2 separate regions of the Mus musculus genome follow, and region 2 is linked to region 1. A link is a contact called in public Hi-C data. All regions are on one chromosome and are shown on one strand. Each heading gives the region's core, a stretch centred on a gene start, on an enhancer-like site or on the middle of the called end of the contact. The rest is flanking DNA. Distances are from core to core; before and after follow the strand shown.

Region 1 (5,779 bases), core at 1,873-4,372:
TCTCACACGATGAGATTTCTAGTACTCAAGGATCCCAGAATCCCACTTGAGAGAAGAAATCAAAGATAAGAATTAGCAGCAGCAGAACAAGCTGAGAGCACTTGTGAGTTGGGGTAACTCGGAATCTGAGACTCCACTTAACAACTAGGCAGAAACCGAGCCAGGTCTAATAAACCTGAAAATGCGTAGCTGAAAATACGTAGCTGAAAGTCAAATAGGCCAGCTTGGCGCTGCTCATCGCGGGAAGTCACTTCAGAACTGAACTCTGGACCTAAGAAATAGCCAGTGAGAAAAATCAAGACTCCCTCTATTGCTGAGACATCACAGTGAGAGAGTAATTTTGATAACTACTTTCTATGTGCCAGATAATTCCTTGTAAAGAATTCTACTCCATTTTACATATAAGGAAACTAAGAATCAAAAGTTTCAAGTAGAGGCCTGCAAGGTCTCTATGTGACTCACTGGATGAAAGCACTTATCAAACCTGACAATTTGATTTCAATTCCTGTAATCCACATGGTTGGAAGAGAGAACTAATTGCTCCAAGTTATCTTATAACCTCTGCACACACCTACGGTGCGCATGTGCGCACACCCCCCCCCCCACTCTCCACAAAATAATAAATAAAACATAATTTAAATTAGGCTTGAAGTCGCTTGCTGAAAGCTACAACCAGCTAAAAAGCAAGAGAATCAGAGATATGTGCTAGATGGTAATTTCAGAGCCCGTGTTCTTCCTGCTACATGCGTTTCTCATAATAAGTAAGTTCCATCCAGGCACCATTGTCCTGGAGACTAAAAAATGGTTCCTCCACTCCCAATGTCATTCATGCTGGTTATGACAATGTCTTGCAGCAGGCCCAGCCCCAGCCCCATTGCTCCTAGAGTTTGGATCTTGACTGTCCCCCAAACCCCATGCAACTTTGCTCTCTTGGGAGGTGGTAGAACCGTAAGAGTTGGGACTTAGTGGGAGTTTTTCTTGCATCAGGAGAATGCCCTTGCAGGAAACTGTGACCTTGGTCTCTTCTTGCTCTGATTTCTTGCCTCTGTGAGATAAGCAGGCACATGGGGGCATTTTTAAATTTAAAATGGCAGGCAGGAGAAGCCTTCTGAGCTTATGGCAGGAGACAGCAGAAATGAAAGACCCTTTAGATGTACTCCAATATTCTCAAGGCCGAGTGAGTTAGACAACCTCCCTGAAGAGCTCAGAGTCTTCAGCAGTTTCTGTGCATTTGTGCTCGCAGAAGGTCACAAGGGACGAGTGCAAAGGAAGGGAAGATGGAGTGCAACTGGTCGGTCGTGAGTGGAAACAAAACATTTTGCAAACCATATGCTCTATGGATGTAAATATATATGGATATAAATATATAATCATATATGGGTATATGGATGTAAATGTGTATGGAAAAAATATATATGGATATAAAGGCACACAAGCCTGTAGGATAGGAAACACTGGTATATAAGACTCATATAGGAAAATGACGAGGGAGATATCTGCAGCTTTACAGTCTTCAAAGGACAGCTCACAAGTGGCAAGTTGACAAAAGTATCAGAAAGCAGACACCCTGACATCTGTAAAAGACAAAGTTAGGTGTAATAATGAGAGAGCATCAGAAAAACAGTAGCCTAAAATTGGCTATACTTCTGAGGACAAAATATATTTTCTATGTAACAGTTATGAGAAGAAGCGCTTGCTATTTCGGTTGTAGTTCTCAACATCTCACTAGAGGGCAGTGTTGCTTCTAAAACCAGAGCTGGCCTCTCATCTAGAGGACACTCATTTCTGGGTTGCACGTATATTTAAAGAAAAGGTAAAGTCAAGTCTTTCCAGTCTTCCCTAGGAGATGGTAAATGTCAAATGTGAATTCTCCCAAGAGCCCCATCCAATTTTGACTGGTTGTAGCCCCAGGGGAGCCAGATAAAAAAAGTGAAGAGAGCTTGGAAGGAACTGGGTAGCAGATCTGATTTTAGTGTCTGTACTAACCAGTCAGTAGACAAGGTCCTTGGGCTTTCATTTCCTCTGTTAAATAAAAGAGCTGCCCTAGATGACTCCTAACACCCCAGCTCATCCTTAAAATGCTAGAATTTTAATAAATTTCTGGCCCTGAAGGGCTGAAAAATTTCTTGGTGCTATTGGCCACGTAAGGAAGAAGTAAAATCTTGAATTATGAAATAATTAGTAATTTAAATGCATTTAATGATCTAAGTGAGATTCAGTACGTCGTCCAACTCTCCAGGGACCTTAGAGCCATTGTCTACATTTGCTCATGGTGTGATTAATGCTACCGAATCCCTGCTCTCCTCTTGGTTACTAGCTTGGTGGAAGGAGCAAAATGTAATGATTTAGAATTATATGTAGAAAGGAGGCTGGACCCTCGTCGAGAACGGTTTAGGGTAGAGACTAAACCTGCCAATGACCTTGTCGCTATGTGGCTTCCATCATCTCTGTGTTTCATTCGGCGGCGTTCCCAGGGTTTTCGTTGCTCTGCTTCCTCTTACCCTACCTACCCCTTAAACCCAACTCCTTGTTGTATTGACTCAGATTACTGAGTGAATGTAGAATCCGCTCATAGAACCCGAGACAAACTGTGGAACTCCAGGGTCCTAGTGCGTGGACTTCACTTCTAAGGATTGGCAGGAGAGCCAGTGATTGACCCTTGGCTGTGCCAAGTGTCACTACTACACCCCTCCAAACACTCTAACCTTCTCGCTCAACATCTTCTTTATTCCAGATTTGCTGTTTTGCAGTGTTTCCTCCGTCATCTCACTGCCGCCCGCAAACCACCCCACCCGCGTCCCATTTCTTGAACCTTCAGGCCGCTTTCGTCTCCTTTCTAAACTTCCTAAAATGTACTCTGAGTGCCTGTGGGTGCGCACACTGGCGCGCGCATCCTCGCCTAGTACCGGGGCCAGCTGGGCTGGGCAGGCTCCGAGCAACAGAACACATTCCATTCTTCGCGCTCGGGCACACCCCTCCGCGGTGAGGATTGGTCGGCCCGAACCCCCTCGGTGAGCCTCGGCTCCTGAGAGGCCGGGGAGCCTGCCAATCCCCACGGGCTGTCAAAACAAGTCTTCCCTCCCTGTCACAGGCGAGCGGAGTGGAGGCCGCCCCGCCGCCGCACTTCCTGGGGCCGCCGTGCTGCGGTCGGCGGGCAGGTGGCTGGTGGCCGATCCGCAGTCGCCGCTCCGGCCGCGCACGTCCCGGCTCCGAGGCTCCTGGCTCCGGCGCCCACTGCCTTTTGTCTGCACAGAGCCGGCGCTCGCCTCGCGTCTCCAGTACCTCCCGCTGCTTTTCGCCTGCTTCTCCCTCCCGCTCACATCTTCTCCCCGCCCCCGCCGCCCGTCCGCGCCGGCCCGCTGACCTCCTGGACCACAGCCCGAGGACGCCTCTGCCGGAGCGATGTCTCCTTTCTACAAAGTTGTGGCTGCCACTGCAGCGGCCGTGGCGCGCTAAAACAAAGTCTAGCGGGGTTTCCTTCTGGTGCCTGAGCGCACCCGTGCCCGGGGCTGGACGCCGCTGGCGGTCGTGCTGTCTCGCCGGGAGCCTAAAACGTGCTTGGCTATGGCTGAGGGCGCGGCTAGCAGGGAGGCTCCGGCGCCTCTCGACGTTGCCGGGGGCGAAGACGACCCCCGAGCCGGCGCCGACGCTGCCTCAGGGGACGCCCCACCCCCGGCCTTGGGGGGCCGGATGAGGGACCGTCGCAGTGGGGTCGCGCTGCCGGGCGCTGCGGGGGTCCCCGCGGATAGCGAGGCCGGCCTCCTGGAGGCTGCACGAGCGACCCCCCGGCGTAGCAGCATCATCAAGGTAAGCGGAGCAGCAGCGGCCCAGAGCCTGGTATGGGTGCCGGGTGGGTAGGGGACATCCCCCCTCCAGCCCCTGGGCAGGATGTTCATTGCCCTAGGCGTCGCAGGCTGGGCATTGTTTTCTCCCACCTCCTTCATCGCCAAACCTTCCTGCCTAGTCCGGAGGTTCCCAGAATCAGCTGTTGGCCTTGAGAAGCAGAAGTGACTTCCTCTCTGACAGCGGAGGAAAAGTTCTCTGCGCTTCTGCGGTTTGATGGATGCTTTCCCTCATTTTCTCACTAACCGGTGGATGGGAGGAGGAAGGGTGAACTTGGGATAAATGCAGAGACCTGCGGGCTGGCTGTGCATTCTCCAGCGGAGAGCTAGCTTTCCCGAACAGCAAAGGCAAAGCACAGCTTACTTTTAATTGTGTGTGGGAAATCTCCCCCATACAGAAATGGTTCTGAAATCCTGAAACGCCTGAACTTTGCAGATAGGCAGGCAGAGTTTGCAGCGGACGCTGCAGCATAGAAAGGATGAAGGAAGAGCTTAGAGGTTTTGCGCTGCAGAAAACACACATCCGGGAAAACGTTCCCAGACTCCCCTAGCACCCCCAGAGGATTTGCCTTTATCCATCTGCCAAGGAATTGTAAACCTTTCTTCGCCCTATTTATTTATTTCTGTCTTCCACTTTGAACTTGTTTCCCATGTTCGAAAGTTCATCTTTTGGGTGCATGACTTTGGAGTAATCTTTTCAGGTAAGAGCCCTGGAATAGGGCTTCCTAGCATAGATCTATGTGAATACTACGTACATGTGAGATTAAAGCTGATCTTGGTAAAGCAGTCAGTGTGAATGTCCACCCATCTGTGATAAACACAGTACACCACAGGCGACAGCAAAAGGTCTAGGAGCCACCTATTATTCTTTCTGGATAGGCTCATACATTCAGAAAGCTTGCTTAGGTTTAAACCAAGCAATCGCGATGTAATGCGTGTCTTCTTTCCCACGCTAGCAGCACCAGTGTTTGTGCCCACATTCACCTATCTCCAGGCACTATCTATGATTTTTCTCCAGCATGGACACATGGAAATTAAAAAGGTACAGGGAGACTTCTATGTTAAAAGTGGATGGTAATTTAAAATATCCTGTAGTAGTTTGTTTGTTTATCTGTGCTTTTCCATAACGCGCAAAGAGACTTATATTCTGAATGTGAATTTGGATAAAGGAGAAATGGCCTTCGTTAATACTACAAGTCAGAAATCGTATTGTCTGGCAAGTATCATAATTAGGAAACAGATACATCTGGATTACAATATGTGGACCTGCGTGTATGCAAATAGTCATTGTAGTTTAAAATACATTACGATAAAAGCAGTGGTTCTTTATAATGTTGTGAAAAGCACAAGTCACAAGGTCTAAGGACTATGCAGATTCTTGCAGCAAGTTTACCTCTCCGAAATTGCTCTGAGCTGCCTGGGGTGCTACTGAAATCCAAGGGTTGTGCTCAAATGGAAGCTTGGGACTCAGCACTCAAGAAGCTGACACAGGAGGATCCTTATTTCAAACCTAACCCCCTGAACATACCTGGTCTCAAAATAAATAAGCCCCACCCTTACATTATATGATTGGCATGTGGTTTATATTATCATAAGGGTTTTTGTGAGTAATAGCACCTCTTTTGCTTTGTTTGAAGTTTGTTTTTGTGACAGAAGGAAGACAGTAGAATATTACATTTTTCTCTATTTAATGGAAATTAAGTAAATGGTATATAAAGTTAAAGATACTGCAAAAATTAGATGAGCTATTTTAAATTAGATTTATTTGCAGAATATATAATGATTTAAAACAATTAAATCTTGCGAAGGAGTGTGAAAGTAAGATGTTTTCCTACTCTGCACTCGACTCCCCCTCACATAGTCTATCCTACAGCTATTAACATTTTCTTATGCATCTTTCCAAAATAGCCCATGCATTTGTAGGCATGTATATCTAT
Region 2 (5,779 bases), core at 2,430-4,929, 48 kb after region 1:
ACACACAACACACACACACACACACAGAGAGAGAGAGAGAGAGAGAGAGAGAGAGAGAGAGAGGTTAGGGGGTGAGAAGAAGTGGGCCTCAGTCATCAAGTAGTCCAGCTCTTTGGCAAGTACTTTAACCTTTATGAGGTTTAGCAATTTCTCCATTAGTCGTATGACAGGATTAAATCGGGATCTTCCCTACACTTCCATCTGGCTTTAACTGCTTTGTTCTAGCCCTCTTCCAACCCCTTCCACTTCCCTCTGCTTGCCCAAAGTAATTATAGCATTTCCAGTCTGACAGTGAGCTAAGTGCTCTTTCTGGACTCTTGAACTCAAAGAACGTGGGATTAATTTGAGACAGTGAGTCCTGCTGAACTGTAATAGCTACGAGGACATGCTGTGTGAGAGGGAATGGTACAGGAACCATGTCTAGACTTAGAAGCTTTAGTGAAACTCGGTAGATGGAGACCCGAGACTATACAGTGTTTAGTGAGTGAACAGGTATCCACAGAAGAAAACCAACACCCAAGGTTAATACTCTAGGACAGTTACTTCATTGCTTACAAATTTCCCCTTATGGTGTCACAGAAGACAAATTTACAAGTAACTTTGACCATATATCCAAGCTCTGCATATTCAGGGTCCCAACCCAGTGGAAGCCCTAGAATTGTTCTAAAGTGTTCACTTAGTTCTGTGTTTTGGTAGAGTGCTGAGGTTTGGGCCCAGAGCTGGGCACAGGAATGGCAGGTGTTCTGACATTGTGGTCCACATCGCTCTCCTGCCCATGAAGATGTAAGATGAAGACACTTAAGATTTTTGTCTTCCCTTACTTGATTAAGAGCAGCAACTTCTGGGACCCCATCAGCTTTCTTGAACCCCTTCTTTTGGGGGGAGTGTCATGGCTGGAAGAAGGCAACAGATGACATGACCTGCATAAACAGACATAAAGAAATCTTTATCTTTTATTTGCTCCACTGAGAGTCCTTTTGTCTTTCAGAGGAAAGCTATCTGTTCTCATAGACGCCTTCCCCCATTTTCTTTTCCCTACAAGTTTCAGCATATAAATCCCTAATGCTAACCACCCCCAAGGCGTTTCTGTTTTGTGCATTGAATGTAAATACTGTGCGTTTCCCTTCCTGCTAATCCATATATTTAAATAAATCAGTTTAATTCACATACCCAGAGGAACTCAAGTAAGAGATTAACTCTCCACTTTCTCTTATGTGAATGTAAAACTACTTCCCTCCCCTGTGTAAAACAAACCAAATATTTTTCTTTTTCTTTTCAGTGCTGGGCATTTTACCGAGAGCCTCTGTGTGCTTGTCAAACATAAATATGAGTTTTTTGGTAATTGTAGAAAAAGATTTCTGGTGAGTTGGGAGATTTTTACAAAGAAATGCATAGAAAAAAACCCCCAAAATTCAGTAGAGACACTTGTGACTGCTTGTGTAGTGCCGCAGCCTCTGGGATTTCACCACGGTGAGCATTTACATGGTCAGAGGGTCCATGGACTTGCTGTGGGAAGAAGAGTGGTGTTTTATCAGGCTGTGGGAGTCTTTACTTCAGGAAGCATATGAAGCCCTTGGAACCCATGGGAAGGTACCTGAGCCTCTGTGTTTAGTATTATTCCCGTCTTAGCTAATTTATTGTCTACTTGACCCAAGCTAGGGTTATTTGAGAAGAGGGAACCACAATTGAGAAAATGCCTCCATAGACTGGCCTGTGGGGACTTTTCTTAATTAATGGTTGATGTGGGTGGGCCTTGCTCACAATAGGCTATACCATCTTTGGGTACCATCTCTGGGTACCATCTCTGGGTACTATCCCTGGACAAGTCCTGGGCTGTATAAGAAAACAGACTGACAGACACAAATGTCTGCTTACTGTTAAATTGAATTGTGTGCCTTTTGTAGAGGGTGAAGCAATAAGGCAGAAAGCCCCCAGTAGATTGCACTGGTGTTAAAAAATCTTGGCACAAAACTTTTTAATAATAGGACTTTTTCTCTATGCTGTTTGTAGTTACAGGGTATTCACATTTGTCAAAACTCAGAGAGTTATACAATGAAAGAATAAATTTTACTGTATGAAATGTTTATATAAATGTAATTATATATTTATTGAAAATAAAAATTTAATACAATATTCTGATCAATGTTTCTTCTCCCCCAACTCCTCTGAGATCCTCCCACCCCCACCCTCTTTCTTTCTGTCTCTTTAGAAAGGAAACAGGCAAATTAAAAACCCAAACAAACCAGAATAGGAAAAATTAAACAAAGAAAAACCACAAGAAACACACATAAACCACATAAAAATACAAAGTCAATAATTTTATGCATAATATACAGACAAACAGTCAATAAGACAAAAAACATGCCCAAACAAAGCAATATGAGACAAAAATATCTTTGAGTTCATTTTGTGTTGGATATATACTGCTGGGCATGCGGCCTGCCCTTAAGTATGGTTAATATACCTAGCAAGACTGTGTTGATGAAAATTAATTTTTCCTTTGCAAGTGTCAACTGTAGATAGCTTCCTGGTTAGGAATGGGAACCCATGTCCACTTCTCACTTTCGGCACTAGGACTGCATCTGCATTGAACCTGTGCAGGCCTGTGCATGCTGCCACAGGCTCCAAGAGATCACATGTGTGTCAGTCCTGATGTGTCTGGAAGACATTTTCTACGGTGTATCCGTCCCCTCTGGCTCCTGCAATCTTTCTCCCCACCCCACTCCTCTGTGTATCTCACTGACGCCTAGGAGCGGGGCGAGAGATTGACAAAGACATCGCACTGATGAGTGTTCCAAGCCACACTCTGCTCTCTGTCCAGCTGTTGGTCTCTGTTTTACTTCCCATGACTAGCCTTGGAGAGTAAGCCAGTAAGCAGCATTCCTGCATTACATGGCTTCTGCTCCAGTTCCTGCTTCCAGGTTCTTGCTTTGAGTTCCTGCCCTGGCTTCCCTCCGTAATGGAGTGTGACCTGACAGCTGTCACAAGAAATAGACCCTCTCTTCCCCAAGCTGCTTCTGGTCATTGTGCTTGTCATGGCAAGAGAGACCTTAACTAAGACACTACCCTGGGAAGAGTCTCCTGTGGTCCAATTAGTTAAGAAAGATGTTTCCAGGGCGTCCTGAAACATAGCTCCAAGAGAAAGGACAGAGAAGAGACAAGATCAGGGGAACTGGTGGAATGTAGCAGAGACAGTAGAGGAGAAATACCCTTAGCTTTGGCAGAGGCATCTCCCTTCTGCCCTCATGAGTCTGATGATGCTGGTGTACCCACTGGCATGGAGGTCAGGAGGATACAAGATTGGATGAAGTTCATGAGGGGGAGTATAACTGACACCTGGCTCTGTTCTCCTGAGCTCACCTTACCTGATTCCCTCAGTTATATGTTAAGATCTACTTTGGAGCAGTATAAGGCTCCTGGCCTGACACTTGCACCTGGCATTGATAGGAAAGGTAAACACGGGACACTTTCCAAAGGACACATTCTCTTAGGTAAATGGGGGTGGTGGCATTTGACTCTGCTGTATTTTCCAAGTGTAGGGATGAATGCAACAACAGGCTTTGGCCGTGCTTGTAAGGTACTGGGCTGTGACAGTTGGAGGTAGGAGGAGTATGACTGTGGGCAATGAGAGCATTTGTCACTCAGGGCTGTGTGTCTCAGTTCCTGGCAAGCTCTGCTGCCCAGCTGCGATATGCAGGGAGTGGGGAGGCTGCTGGGCACATGGCAGGGAGAGGCCATCACTGCAGCCTGCCATGCCCACCAAACTCTGACACATCAGCTGGAGCGTGCCAAGCTTGGCTCTAAACTGTCCTTGGGTTATATGATACTTTGTCACCTATGTAGCTGCTAATTGTTTCTTAACGCGTTTTTAAAGAGGGCTGCAGTCCTGGCATGGATGGCGGTGCTTATCAAGTGCTGGGAAGTACTTATTCTGCCTCTTCATTTAGATCCACAGAGGAAAGGAAAGCTGTAACTATTGTTTTAACATCTCCTTGCTTTCAGGATTCTCATCTCATGACTTCTTTCATTGAAAACTTCTGTGCTGATGGACTATGCTTCACCGTTCAATGGTGACAGCAGCTGCCTTGTAATATAGGGTTCTGGTGGTGGGTTGCTGGAGCTTTAGTGAAGGCTTTCTCTTTACATTTCTCGTTTGGAGTCTGTGAGTGTCACTAAGGTCTTTCTACAAAGCAGAGATGGACTTGAGTCCCCTGTAGCTACTGTAGATGTGTGTGTGTGTGTGTGTGTGTGTGTGTGTGTGTGTGTGTGATTTTAATTCATTGGGTATGGCAAAAATACAGATCATAAAATGGACCATATAATCACCTGTAAGTGTAGAGTTCTGAGGTATGTGCGCCCATTTACACCCTGCTGCAACCATCCCCACCACCCACCTGCAGAAGCATTACACCCACCAAACACTAAGTCCCCATTGCTTACTTTCCCCATGCCTGGCAGCCTTGGCCATTTGCCTCCCTGAGTTTGATGACTCTGTAAACAAAACCATCTAATTATATAAAGGAACCATAGCATGTTTGTCCTTCTGCGGCCACCATATTTCACTAGTATAATGTCTTCAGCAGCTGTCCTTTTTGTTGCAAATGGCAGAATTGCCTTCCTTTTTGAGGCTACATACTATTTCACTGTATGCATACACCACATTTATTTGTTCATCTCCCAATGGACACTCTGATATCTACTATCTTTTGGGAATTGTGAGCAATGTTGAGGTAAATATGAGTCTACAAATATCTGAGTCCCAGCTTTCAATTCTTACTGAAGAGTGGACTTGCTGGATGCTATAATCATTATGGGTTTAATTTTTAAGTGAAGTCAAGCCACCCCTAGGGTGACTTTCCTGATGATATTAATCCTCGGTGACAGGTGGCTGTTGCGGTTAGAGACTGTGCGGGTGAGGTAGCGGAGTCATCTCTGCCTCAGAAGACTGTAGGTATAGCAAGCAGACCTGTAGCCTCTGGGCAAGTTTTGCTTTCTTTCACCTCACTTGATTTTTCTGAAGGCTGTGGTGCCCCTTCATGCCTGGCTCCCTCCTATTTATCCTAGAATGTCTGTCCAGATGTTGCCTTCTCTAGAAACTTGTTCTCACATCTACTCAGGCTGTGCTGCCTACCACCTTGTATGATTTCATTGTAATTCCCTCGTTCTACAAGACTGCTGCTTCATTTGCCTATCTCCAGGGCAGAAAGCATTTAATACAAAGTGATGTACCTACTATGTGCTTGTTGTTGGGGGTTCAGTTGAAACACAGACTTATAGTTTATTTGCAGGGAGCGCCATCTGGACCAGTTTCTCAGGGTGTGCTGGGGACCCACTCAGCTTGGAATCTGAATTTTAACAGTCCCCTTTGGTGATTTTCATGTATTCTACTCACTGTGAAGCTTAGAGATCCCAGGAGGGCAGGTCTTCTGTCAGCTCACCCAGCATCCTTAGCCCCAAGTACAGTTCCTGGCAAGTAGTGGGTAGATAAAGGAAAATCTGTTGAAAAGGAAAACTCTGAACAGAAATGAGGCGGGATGGATTCCACGGTAGGCTTCACTGCTTAGTGTGACGGATAGATCTGAACTCTGCCTTCTTCCTTACAAGTGGAGTGTAAAGCAGCTCAAAATAAGACAGTTTCAAGCCACGCGGGCCTTCTCCCTGCCTCAGCATCCTTTCTGCAGTCTGTAAAGGAAGAAATAGACTATTTATAATCTTAAATTGCTTGAGATTGTTGACTAGCTAGAAGACTTCAGGCTTTTCTAGTTTATTTTTTTTGGGG

Evidence for each region. A called contact is a pair of places that touch in the nucleus more often than the background predicts.
Region 2: a Hi-C map of cerebral cortex shows a contact between it and region 1, with 2.1 times the contacts expected there. The contact joins the enhancer-like site here to the promoter of Plcl1 in region 1. A contact is called at or near these places in 4 of 39 promoter capture datasets (HPC-7-derived erythroid cells, embryonic stem cells, hippocampal neurons and 1 more), 13 of 484 Hi-C or Micro-C datasets (Sertoli cells, Th1 cells, Th2 cells and 10 more), 5 of 115 datasets of contacts at active chromatin or transcription factors (CD8 T cells, the SCID.adh cell line, T-cell acute lymphoblastic leukemia and 2 more) and 3 of 9 other capture datasets (adipose tissue, liver and pancreatic islet).

Annotation. Positions count from the first base shown.
Region 1 is chr1:55,402,824-55,408,602 of GRCm38.p6, forward strand. Plcl1 (phospholipase C-like 1) reads left to right here and starts at 3,123. Exons shown (of 6, transcript NM_001114663.1): 1 at 3,123-3,807. The coding sequence starts at 3,565. It also overlaps the pseudogene Gm8531.
Region 2 is chr1:55,450,627-55,456,405 of GRCm38.p6, forward strand. All of the region lies in intron 1 of Plcl1 (phospholipase C-like 1), which reads left to right. Among named protein-coding and RNA genes, the nearest start is that of Plcl1, 48 kb to the left of the region's middle. Within about 2 kb of position 3,680, at least 35 of the 459 cell types and tissues checked have an H3K27ac peak or open chromatin away from gene starts, as enhancers often do. A contact at or near this core is called in the SCID.adh cell line, cerebral cortex and olfactory sensory neurons, where this site is marked.